Linked DNA regions of Mus musculus: region 2 is linked to region 1. A link is a contact called in public promoter capture Hi-C data. All regions are on one chromosome and are shown on one strand. The core of a region is the stretch at or near the end of the contact, and the rest is flanking DNA. Distances in the headings are between cores, read along the strand shown. Region 1 overlaps Gm51583 (a long non-coding RNA gene). Region 2 holds the start of Lonp2 (lon peptidase 2, peroxisomal).

Evidence for each region. Promoter capture Hi-C pulls out the DNA fragments that hold promoters and counts their contacts.
Region 2: a promoter capture Hi-C map of neutrophils shows a contact between it and region 1, with 6 times the contacts expected there. The contact joins the promoter of Lonp2 here to the enhancer-like site in region 1. A contact is called at or near these places in 11 of 39 promoter capture datasets (the 3T3-L1 cell line, the HPC-7 cell line, cranial neural crest and 8 more), 1 of 484 Hi-C or Micro-C datasets (bone marrow-derived macrophages) and 4 of 115 datasets of contacts at active chromatin or transcription factors (T-cell acute lymphoblastic leukemia, cardiomyocytes, large pre-B cells and 1 more).

The regions. Positions count from the first base shown.
Region 1 is chr8:85,567,064-85,573,385 of GRCm38.p6, forward strand. Gm51583 (a long non-coding RNA gene) reads right to left here. Exons shown (of 3, transcript XR_003947574.1): 3 at 4,906-4,968. Among named protein-coding and RNA genes, the nearest start is that of Gm51583, 4.9 kb to the right of the region's middle. Within about 2 kb of position 3,603, at least 22 of the 459 cell types and tissues checked have an H3K27ac peak or open chromatin away from gene starts, as enhancers often do. A contact at or near this core is called in neutrophils, where this site is marked.
Region 2 is chr8:86,621,690-86,628,011 of GRCm38.p6, forward strand. It overlaps Lonp2 (lon peptidase 2, peroxisomal), which reads left to right and starts at 2,354. Exons shown (of 15, transcript NM_025827.3): 1 at 2,354-2,727. The coding sequence starts at 2,495.

The sequences.
Region 1 (6,322 bases), core at 2,353-4,852:
AACACTGTTTATTGAGTAGGTGGTCTTTTTTCCAGTCCATATTTTTGGCATCTTTGCTAAAAAGTAGATGTGCATAGCTGTGTGAGTTTATTTCAGGGTCCTCTATTCTGTTCCAGTGGCCTGCCTGTTGATTTTTGTAGCAATACAATATTGTCTTATATATTAAAAACCAGCCTCCTTGGTCTACATAGCAAGTTTCAGGCTGCCAGGAAGACCCCCTCCCCCAATAATAAAAATGTCAAGATACAGCAAATTAAATGCTCTTTGAAGTCCATTACATACTCAAATATCTGACAACCTTAAAAGAACCTCATTGTTCTAGTTAGAGATATCCAATGATTTGGGTTAGCTCTTCTTATCCAAATTAAAATATGTTTCACTTATCTGCTATCTTTACTTTTTTGGGTCACAATGCATTCTTATAATTTTAGATACAATACTCATATCTGTTAGAGGTAAATGTTCTAACAGATACATAGGACAAAAGAAAAACTCAAACACAGACCATGATAACTAGTAGATTTAATATCCACAGATTTCTTAATGGCTTTTCCAGCCACTTCCCTCTACTTAAGACCAATTCCTGCTTCTTCAGCCTCCTCTGCAGCATATCCGAGGAGTAAGCCTTTCAAGTACCAAGGGACATAGACAATATGTTCTAAATACACTAAGTGATGTTTGACCAACAGAGAAGATGTAAACTAGAGTTCCCAGAAGCAAACTCACACTTTGGTTATTAGAATTTCAGCAACTTACTTCAGTAATTGTAGAAAATTAATATACTCTAGGCCCAGGATTGTACTGGATAGATTTCATCAACTTGATACAAGCTTGAGTCATCTAGGAAGAGGGAAAGTCAGTTGAGGACATCAGATTGACCTGTAGGCAAGTCTGTGGGCATGTTCTTGATTAATGATTGATGTGGAAGTGCCTAGGCCACTGTAGGCAGTCCCATACTTGGGCAAAGGTTCTGAGGTATATAAAAAAGCAAACTAGGGCTGGTGAGACGGCTCAGCGGGTAAGAGCACTGACTGCTCTTCCAAAGGTCCTGAGTTCAAATGGCTCACAACCACCTGAAATGAGATCTGATGCACTCTTCTGGTGTGTCTGAACATAGACACACACATAGCTACAATGTACTTATTTACAATAATAAATAAATCTTTGGGCTGGAGTGAGCAGGGACTGAGTGAGCGGGATTGACCAGAGCAATGGGGCCGACTGGAGCAAGTGGGATCGACCGGAGCAAGCAGAGGTTCTAAATTCAATACCCAACAACCACATGAATGCTCACAATCATCTGTACAGCTACAGTGTACTCATACACATTGTCTTAGTCAGGGTTTCTATTCCTGCATAAACATCATGACCAAGAAGCAAGTTGGGGAGGAAAGGGTTTATTTGGCTTACACTTCCATACTGCTGTTCATCACCAAGGAAGTCAGGACTGGAACTCAAGCAGGTCAGGAAGCAGGAGCTGATGCAGAGGCCATGGAGGGATGTTCTTTACTGGCTTGCTTCCCCTGGCTTGCTCAGCCTGCTTTCTTATAGAACCAAGACTACCAGCCCAGAGATGGTCCCACCCACAAGGGGCCTTTCCCCCTTGATCACTAATTGAAAAAATGCCTTACAGTTGTATTTCATGGAGGCACTTCCTCAACTGAAGCTCCTTTCTCTGTGATAACTCCAGCTGTGTCAAGTTGACACAAAACTAGCCAGTACACACATAAAATAAATAAATTTTTTAAAAAAATAAAAGAGCAAACTGAGTAAGCCACAGGGAGCAAGCCTATAAATAATACAATTCCATGGTTTCTGCTTCAGTTCCTGCTTCCAGATTCCTTCCTTGAACTGCTGCTCTGACTTTCTTTCGTGATGGACTACCACTGTAAGCTAAATAAACCTTTTTCCCCCAAGTTGCTTTTGGTAATAGTATTTATCACAACAATAAAAACATAACTAAAACAAAAGACAATGTATTATTTTTATAATTAAAAAAATTATATGTAGGTGTATTTTGCCTGCTTGTATGTCTGTGAATCACCATGTGTGTGCCTGCAGAAGCCAGAAGTGAGCATTCAGTTCCCCTAAAACTGGAGTTACATGTGGTTGTGACCCACCATGTGGGTGCTGGAAATCCAGCCCAGGTCCTCTGGAAGAGCAGCCAGTGTTGTTTTTTTTTTTTTTAAGATTTATTTATTTTATTTATATGAGTACACTGTAGCTATTTTCAGAGGACATTGGGAAGCAGGACAAAGAAATCCAGTGATCCCCTCAAGTCCATCTTCAGGGTCTTGAAGTGAGATTAAAAACTAAACAGAGGGCCAACACAAACAGGAGGATTTCCTGAAAGACACAGAGGTGGGAGGCTCACAAGATTGAGGCCAAACCTTGGGCTACACTTTTGCAGGGTGTATGTACTTTAATCCCAGCACTCAGGAGGCAGAGGCAGGAGGATCTCTGAGTTCAAGGCCAGCCTGGTCTACAGAATGAGTTCCAGGACAGCCAGGGCTACACAGAGAAACCCTGTCTTGAAATATGAGCACTTAAGCCACCAGGGTCAAGGTGTAGTCTTTCTCACCATTGACCCATCACTGTCTGGGCTTCTGTGTTATCCTATAAGGAGGTTTGACAAGGTAGAAGAACTGTGTAAAATCTTTTTTGGGTGGAGACAAGTTCCTCTCTGAACCCAGGCTTCATTCTTTTCTTTTTTTCACCGTGAGATTTCTGGGGGGACTTCCAGTTTCTTGGGGGTCTGTTGTTTCAGTAGTCTAGTAGTCATATTGATGGCACCAGTGTCTCTAGGATATATTCATTTTGGTTACTCCAGTTATGCTGAAACAATGGATTCCTTCAAAGTTACAGTTTCTGCCAGGAACCTTGCCTGCTGGGAAAGGATTCCACTCAGTTTTGACAGGCTTATTATAAGTAAGCATATGCCTAATTCCTGGTTTTTGTCTCTTTTCCCTTTTTAATTTTTTCTTAAATTTAGATTTTTGCGTGTGGGTATTTTTCCTGTATATACATCTAAGTACCACATGCTTCCTAGTGCCTGAGGAGGCCAGGAGAAAGTGTGGGATACTCGGGTACTACGGTAGTTATAGAAGGTGGTGAACTGCTGTATGAGGGTTGAGAATCAACCCCAGGTCCTTTAGAGAGCAGCCAGTGCTCTTAAAAGCTGAGTTGTCTCTCCAGCCCCCATTCTATTTTTTTCTATACAATTGTTATAAGAGAGAAGAGGGATTCCAGGAAGCTTGCCCTAGTTTGGTGGAAACATGAATAACAATGTTTCTATACCAATTTTTGGTTTTTATGACTTTAGAAATACAGGGAAACTATGTGATAGCTCATACATGGAATCCCACATACAAGTGGCTGAAGCAGGGGGATTGCTACAAGTTCAAGAGTAGCCTGAACCACAGAGTAAGTCTTAACCTAGAGAGAGAGAGAGAGAGAGAGAGAGAGAGAGAGAGAGAGAGAGAGAGAGAGAGAATGAACTGGAAAAATACACCTTTCAGGTTAAGAGTTCTGATCACAGTAAGACAGTTCCTGTTTGTCCTGTGTTAAGTTCTTGCAAGTTAAGCTTTCTATTTGTGATTAAGAAGTTCCCGTTTCTAGAACTTCGTGCAACCTGTTCGTTCGCATGATGCAATCTTTGCCTTTGTTTCTTCTCTTTCCATTGTATCTTTCTAACAGTGTGTAACTGTCAACTCTCTTCTCCTCTCCTTCTCTCTCTCTCTCTCTCTCTCTCTCTCTCTCTCTCTCTCTCTCTCTCTCTCTCCCCCCCCCTGCCCCTATGAACACCTTCTCTTTCCTATAAAAAGGACTTCAAGAAACCAGCAGGGGTGCTCTCTCAAATTCCAACTTAGGATGAGGTAGCAGGCTGGCCAGTCCTGGGTGCACCCCAAAATACAGTTTGCTTTAATTGAACAATCATGAACTTGGTCTTTTCTCACCACAGTTCTCAGGTTTAACAAAAAGTAGGAAGGAAGGAAAGGAAGGAGGGAAAGAAGGGAAAGAAGGAAGGAAGGAAGGGGAGAGGGGTGGGGTGGGGCGAGGCGAGAAGAGCAAGGAGGGAGGGAGGGAGGGAGGGAGGAAGGGAGGGAGGGAGGGAGGGAGGGAGGGAGGGAGGAAAAGAACAGAGAAACTGAGGTGGTGGGTTTAACCATCCTAAGTGACCTGTAATGGTTTTCGTGAAGTCAGCTGTTCTGTATGGTCTCGTGAGAACCTGGAGGTCAGGTCTGCTGTGGTATATAAAATATGTACCTCAGTACCTTAGCCTGGTCTACAGAGTAAGTTCAAGGATAGCCAGGACTACACAGAGAAACCCTGTCTTGGAAACAAACAAACAAATAAACAAACAAAATGACCAAGAATATGAACATTTAAGCCATCGGGGTCAAGGTGTAGTCCTACCCACCATTGACCCATCACTGACTGGGTCCTTGTCTTATCCTGTAAGGTTGTCTGACATGGTGCCCTCACAAAGCCCAGCCCCTTTCTATTAAGTCTAATTGTTGTTTTATTTGTTTGTTTGTTTCTTAACCTTATGTATTATATATAAACCCATGTATGAAAAAAAATATGATAAGAAGATTGTAGTACCGTGGAAAAATTGGAATGTTGCAGATCCAGAGGCTAATAACTTTAATTTGGGCTAGTTCTAGCTTTCCAGAACAGCTAGCCATTTCTGTCCCTGCTCCCGTGTCAGAACTAGTGTCTTGCGACAATAGATTAAAACCTTTTGGAACAAAGGTATTAGGTATGACCTTCTTGGAATAGGTGTGATTTTCTTGGAGGAAGAGGTCTCTTATGCTCAAGCTACATCCAGTGTGGTATACAGTCTTCTACTGCTGTCTGTGGAACAAGATGTAGAACTCTCAGCTCCTCCAGCACCATGTCTGCCTTCACACAACTGTATTTCCTGCCATGGTGATAATGGACCTCTATAGGGGAACTTTCTCAGACCTGCCAGAGATATAAATAATGACACAGAGGTTTATTAATATTTTAAAGCTTAGGCCTTTACCTTGCACTACCTCCCAGATACTCTAACCTGACCAATCTTGCCGTTCTCAGCTCTGGTTCATCCATCCACCTCCTTGTCAGCTGGTGGTTAGCCCTCTGATTCTTCTCCCAGAGTTCCTCTCTCAGCCCAGAAAATCTGCCTTCCACTTCCTGCCTAGCTATTGGCTATCAGATCTTTATTATAGCCAATCAGATACAATTCTAGAATGCCTTAGGCAGGTAAGGAAGAATGAATATTTATAAAATATGAGACCAGACCCAATTAAATGTTTTCCTTTGTAAGAGTTGCCATGGTGTCTCTTCACAGCAATAAAACTCTAGACAATTTATTTTCTTTTATGTGCCCAAAGGTTCTGCTTTTGTTAAACAGAGTATCAGATACCCCGGAGCTAGAGTTAATGATAGTTCTGAGCTACCACGTAGGTTCTGGAAGAAAAACAAGTGGCCTTAACCACTGAGTCATCTCTCCAGCTTCATAGCTTCTTTTTAAAAAACTGTTATTTTATGTGTATAGGTATTTTGCCTGCTTGTATCTCTGTGTACCACATTCATGGACTACCCAAAGCCAAACGAAAGCATTGACTCCCTTGAACTGGAGTTAACAATTGTGAGCCACCATGTGGGTGCTGAGAATCAAACTGACCTTCAGGAAGAGCGGCCAGTGTTCTTAACTGCTAAGGCATTTCACTGACCCGAATTTGTTTTTAATTTTATTTATTTTCATTTCATATGCACTGGTGTTTTGCCTGCGTATATATCTGGGTGACAGTGTTGGATCCTCTGGAGCTGTGGAACTGGAGTTACAGGCAGTTGTAAGCTGCTATGTGGGTGCTGGGAATTGAACCCAAGTCCTCTAAAAGAGCAGGTGGTGCTCTTAACCTATAAGAGGTCTCTCTAGGCCCCCAGCCTTAATGTTTAAATATAAGCACTTACAGCTACTAACTTCCCTGTAGTGGAATTTTCCCCTAATTGACTATAATAATAAATACAAGCCAATCACTGGGTGAAAAGGAGGTGGGACTTCCTGATCTGAGAGAGAAAGAGGAGAGGCAGGAGTTGAACTTCCTTTAGGACTGCGGGAGAGCAAGGCAGACACAATGTAGGTCAGAGGCTGCTAGTTCAAGTGGCGGATCCACCAGGATCCAGCGCCTGAAGATTTCTAACATAGAATAGTTGATAAGTTTAGGATGCTAGGTTCTGTGTCCAGCGATTGTGTTATCTGTTGATTCTAAACTAAGATCGTTGGTTTTCTTCCTTGGTGACTTGGGTGGGCTAAAGGGAAAGAATATAGCTG
Region 2 (6,322 bases), core at 1,104-3,603, 1.1 Mb after region 1:
CTTGCACCCTACTCAGGTATAAAGTATACCTTTTTACTCAGTATAAAGTAAGTGTCTAACATATATTATGTTATATATCTAGTAACACATATTAGATAAATGAAATACGTTCATGCAAATCCGGTTTTTAAAAGGGCCAAGAAAACCACACAATTACTGAAGACATCACATGTGCATTCCCGATGTTCTCTTGAATGGGCTGATGCACACCATCATAGAAACATGTGGACAAGCAAGCAACTTAAATGTGGGCCCCTTAACCAAAGCAACGTATAGAATAGGGAGTTTATTTAGGTTTTAGTTTCCAGAACGTTTGAGCCCATGATGGTAGATCAAAGCCTAGTGGCAGAAAAGGAAGCTGAGAGCTCACATCCTGAACCAGAAATACAGGCAAAGAGACTGACCTGGGGATGTCTCTGATCTTTAAAGTCTCAGAGACTGTTTCCAGTGACACACTTCCTCCAAGGCCCCCCTAAACAGTGCCATCCACTGGGGGACTAAGTATTTAAACAGCTGAGACTAAGGGGGACATTTTTTTTTCATTCAAACCACTACACTGTACCACACCCTACCTTTACAGTGCAATATGAATTTGTATTTGTCAAACTAAGTCTAAGGTAGACACGATGGAACATATCTCTAACGTCAGCACTCCTGGCTGAGATAGGAAGATTTCAAGTTGGAAATCAATCTTGCATAGCAAGCCCTAGAGTGGGACAATTAGTAGAGTCATTGTATCTAGGGTAAACATCAGAATGAAGTAATTATTTTCTGGAATTACTTAGACCTTACCAAAAAAAAAAATCACTGTAGAAAACAGTGAGTTTAGTCACAAGAAGGCCCTGACAAACATGAAACAGCTTGCATAGTCGGGTACAGCAAACAGTAGACAGTAAGAATTGAAGTTGCAAGGTTTTGGTGCTCCTTCAAGAAACACACAGATTAGACCTGGGTTTTGGTATGAAGTTCCTGTTTTACTCTAAAAACAACTTTTGTGTGACAATTACATGGTTCTGCACAGCTGTTTGGGGTTCAGTCTACAAGAGGCTAGACCTCTTGGCTGCCTGCAAGGCCATATATCATCCTGGAATGACTCTTTTTCTTTGGCCATATGTGTGACTCAGTTAAGACCCTGTCCTAGGAGACCAAGAAAATAATAAAATCAAAAAATTAATTTATTAAACAAAAATAAGTCCAGACATTAGTATGCACACAAAACACTTGTTGCTTTTAGGATATGTATGCATGATAAAAATAAATAAAGTTTTTTTAAAAAATATGCCCCAAGGTTTTTAAGATGGTCATAGTTTCCTCATAAAATACCTACCATGTTCAGAGCCCTTGGTCCAATCCCAAGTACCATTTTTAAAAAGACACCAGGAATCTCAGAGTATAAGTCCTCTACTCTCCAGATAAGACTCTTAATAAAAAGGTAAGTTATTGTATATATTTTTTCTTTATATTACTCCCAAAGTCTATCTCAAGATATCTACACAATGCATACTTGATGAGTGTGTCACAACCAAGATCATCACCTACCAGTTCACCCTCCCTCTAGACCTCAGTGACTCAGACCACAACCTAGAATCTATCATCCAAATTGTGACCTTCTACAAATAATTGAATGCCCCTTTTTTAAAAGTATCTGTTTAAAATACTAATAAAATAAAGCAAAGATGGAAGCAATATCACAGACTTAAGAGATCCAGGAGATAAACAAAGTGAAAAATTAAGGACGATAGTAAAACCCACCAGCTTGGGAGAAGGTCTATGGATTAGGTAATGGTAATACTAATTTCCTGGGTTATGTGAACCATGGTTATGCAACATAATAGGGAAAACCGAGTGAGAGGTATAGGATACTTGTTAAAATATAAAATCTATTCAATAAAAAGGTTTAAAAATGTCTAGTGCACACCGTCCTTCTCAACATTCCTTCCGAATTTAAATGCAGGCACTGTTCATGCTGTCTGTGCACCAGGTTTGCTTGTCGTCTGGCATCACTGGTTCAGAGAGAAGGGCTGAGCGAAGCGACAGAAATTGGGTATCTCTGGGCTAGCGGGGAGCGGAGGTGTTTAATGTAGGGACCAGCCTGGGGATGCAGCCAGAAATTGAGGGGTTTGGGTCTAGGGGCGGAGCCAGAAGCCGCTACGCTTTAGCTTTGGGGGGGGGGGGGGGGGGAGAGTGACAGACCGGAAGGCTTAGCCGCTGCGGCCTCCGGAAGGGTTGTGGGCGGGCCCGGAAACAGCAGCACATGGCCCGGGGGCGAGTCCGAAGCGTCCGGGCAGAAGTCTGGGAGCCTGGAGAAGGGGCGGGGCCGGAAGCGGCGGCAGGCCTGGGGACCGGAGCCTGGGGAAGGGGCGGTGCCGGAAGCGGCGGCACTCAGGCCTGGGGGCGGGCCGTCGAGTGACGGCTGCGGTGCGTTCGGCGAAGGAAGTGTAGAGTTCGTACTTGGGAGTCCTCCTGACACCTCTGGTGTTGACGACCAGTGGCCATGTCCTCCGTGAGCCCCATCCAGATCCCCAGCCGCCTTCCGCTGCTGTTGACCCACGAGAGTGTGTTGCTGCCTGGCTCCACTATGCGCACAAGTGTGGACACGGCCCGCAACTTGCAGCTGGTGCGGAGCCGCTTGCTCAAGGGCACGTCGTTGCAGAGCACCATTCTAGGAGTCATCCCCAACACACCCGACCCGGCCAGCGACACGCAGGACCTGCCACCATTGCACAGGTAGGCCCGCCGGGCACTCGGAGGGAGGCCCTCCGGGACTCGCGCCCCGGCGGCCTGTGAGCGGAGTTGTGGCTCAAGTCTCCCCAGCGTGAAAAGTGGGAGGGACGCTTTTCGCCAGTGACCGTTAGTGAGCCGGATCAGTCACGGAGCAATGCCTGACACGGGTGGAAACTCTGTGCAGTTCATTTGCTGCCTGTTGCTGGTGCTTATCTGATGTGAATTCGTGTCCTACATAGCCTTCTTCACCGCCCAGCGCCCGGGCCCCTCCCCCATACCACCTTTCACCCTGTCCCCTTTCTTTCAGTCAACCTCCGGTCATGTTCTCCAGCTGAAACATTATAAATCTAGATCTATCTATCTATCTATCTATCTCTCTCTCTCTCTCTCTCTCTCTCTCTCTCTCTCTCTCTCTTTCTTTCTTTCTTTTTCCTGCTCATGCCTAAACTACGCAGTTAACTTTTGGGTGCTTTGTTTTACATGTTGTTACCTATTTTCTCTATTCCCCGACGGCCTCCCCTTCATGAAGGGCCATTCCTGTTAGCATTTTCCTTGGGGTCTCCCACTACAGTCTTCCCAGCCTCTAGGCTCACCTTTGCTCCTTCCTGGCATTTTTATCTTAGGCCCGGGGGATGTCACTGGATAGCCCTGTGTCCCGGCTCTGGTTCGTTGACTTGGGTGGTAGATTTCACCTGCGTCTGACTCTTCCCCTGTGATTTCCCATGTCTCTTAGGTGTGTCTTGAAGGTCCATCTGTGCAGACTGGTTTGCCCCATGCTTCCCTGGACTGCACAGTGATTGTGCGTATAGAGCACTTGAAGTGTGCATGCTCTAATATGAGTTTTAACACTAGAGTGCATGTGTGCCCAGAAAGGCTGTCAATTCTAGGCAGCTCAAGGCAGTTGGTCACCCTAAATGTGTCATAAATGTACAGTGCACACTATAGTTTGAGAAAACGTGAATTTCCTTTTTCTTTTTCGAGACAGGGTTTCTCTGTGTGGCCCTGGCTGTCCTGGAACTCACTCTGTAGACCAGGCTGGCCTTGAACTCAGAAATCCGCCTGCCTCTGCCTCCCAAGTGCTGGGATTAAAGGCGTGTGCCACTGCCCTGCTTAATTAATGTTACATAGAATAAATGTTACAATGTTAATATTCTGACCACTTCACCTAAAATCACCTGTGGATACTAAAATCACGAGTATGGCTTGTATTTTTATTGGACAGTACTAGTCTATAGTGTGTCTTAGCAGATGTTATCTTTAAGCTCTTTTCTCAAGTTCTTGCTCAATGTATTGATACTGAAGAGCAGGTTGGAGAGCCTCCTTCCCCTCCTTATTTTCAAATGAAGGGTTCCTGGCTCTGAATGGATTTCATAAGTGTGACTGACTACATTAGACAACTTGGAGCTTTTCTTCATGTTTCCAAAGGAGGCCTGTAGCTCTTTAAAAACAAAATAAACAGTAAAGCATGAAACAAACGCACAACTCAATAATGGTTTACATTGTATCATCATGGAAAAAAAAAACTGACACCCATTTGAACTATTCTTGGCTGTTGCCTAAATAAGATTGGACACTATAAAGTTTCAGTATTTTATTGTAGCAAATTATATTTAGTACTAGTCTCCTAGCATATTACCTCATTCCTTAAACCTCTGTTTATTTCTCCCATATTATTTTACAACCACTTAGTTGAGACAGAAATTCTCGTGATTAAATTTTTTGTTTGTTTTATTTCTTGGGGGGCATTAGAGATTGAACCTATGGTAGGTACTCTACCATTAAGCTATAGCCTCAGCTCTTATTTGTATTTTTTTATTTTGATACTGAGTCTCAGTAAGTACTCTGTGCTGGCTCTGAACTCTTCTGTAGCTCACTCAAGTACTGCACCAGTGATCCTCTTGCTTAGCCCTCCAAGAAGTCAGTGTTACACACCTGTGCTACCAGGTCTACCTTGGTTTGTTTCTAATGTATGCTGGATAGTTTTATGTCACCTTGACACCATGTACAGTCATCTGAGGAGGGAAACTCAATTGAGAATATGTTTTTATAAAATCAGGCAGTAGGCAAGCTTGAATTTATTCTTCCCTGCTAATTCTTGAACTGGTAGAGTAAACAAACCTGATCAGACATTTAGACGTTGTGCCAGCTAGTTTTATGTCAACTTGACACAGCTGGAGTCATCTGAAAGGTGGGAACCTCAATTGAGAATATGTCTTCATAAGATACTTTATAAAATGTAGGGCATTTTATTTAGTGATTGATAGGGAATGGCCCAGTCCATTGTGGGTGGTGCCACCCCTCGTCTAGTGGTCGTGGGTTGTATAACAAAGCATACCATGGGGTGACCACTCAAAACAGAAGCAGCAGTGGAGTGGAGCCAACAGGAACATTAAAAACAACAACAACAACAACAACAACAAAAACTGTCTGTGTGCTTCAGAGGGTGGTGCTGGAGAAGTGGCCCTAGCTCCTTAGAGGAGCCTGGAAGAGCATGAGGGAATCCCAGATAACTGGACATTGTGCTACTTAGACCTTTGGAATTTGCTTTTGCTATGTTCAATTACAACTGTGCCCTGGTTCTTCCCTCATGAGGTAAGAAAGTACTTAACTTATATTTAGTTTTATAGGAGCCCACACTTAACAGATTGAAATGTAAAAAGAGATTTTAGGTTTAAAAAAAAACTTAAACTGAATTTTAACGTGTTTGACTTGTAAAAATGATGGATTTTTAAAGTTTGTAAAATGTTTTCTATTGTGATGTTGAGGTTAATATGTGATCTTGGGGATGTACAAGAAAGGAAAAGTAAAGTGACATGTTTGTGTGTTAGGTTGGCAAGGGGTCAGTTGTCCTGTTATGTCCGGCTATGCCAACCTGATACAAGCTAGAGTTATCTGAGAGAGGACGGGGGGGGGGGGCGGGCGGGGGGACACACCTCAATTGAAAAAATGTTCCATAAGATCAGGCTGTAGAGCATTTTCTTAATGATCGGTGGCTTACCAATTCTTATCCAGGGCCAGGTTGGGTGGTTCACAACTGCTCAGAACTCCAGTTTGAGGGGATCTGGTTGGCCTCTACAAGCACTGGCATATACTTGAGATGTGCACTACACCCCCCCCCCTTGCACACACACACAGTTATATACATGTAAATTTAAAAGGAAAGTCTTCTAAAAAGTAAAGTTGGTCATATTTTAGGTTTGAGTTAGTAATTTTCTACATTATTCTGGCAAGGTTTTTGTTGTTGTTGTTGTTTTTTGTTTTGTTTTGTTTTTTTTTTTTTTTTTGGTTTTTCAAGACAGGGTTTCTCTGTATAGCCCTGGCTGTCCTGGAACTCACTCTGTAGACCAAGCTGGCCTCAATCTCAGAAATCTGCCTGCCTCTGCCTCCCAAATGCTGACATGCACCACCATTGCCCAGCTCTGGCAAGATTTTTGAGAGTTACTAATTGTTTCCACATAAATATCTGCAAATAACAGTAACTAAATCTTCCTTGCCTGAAAGTAATCAATAATTCAAGTGATGTGGTAATGTTCATGTTAATGTTCAAATGGTCTCTTTGTTTTAGGTAATTCAGAGTTAACTGGCCGTGCTGTTGGTT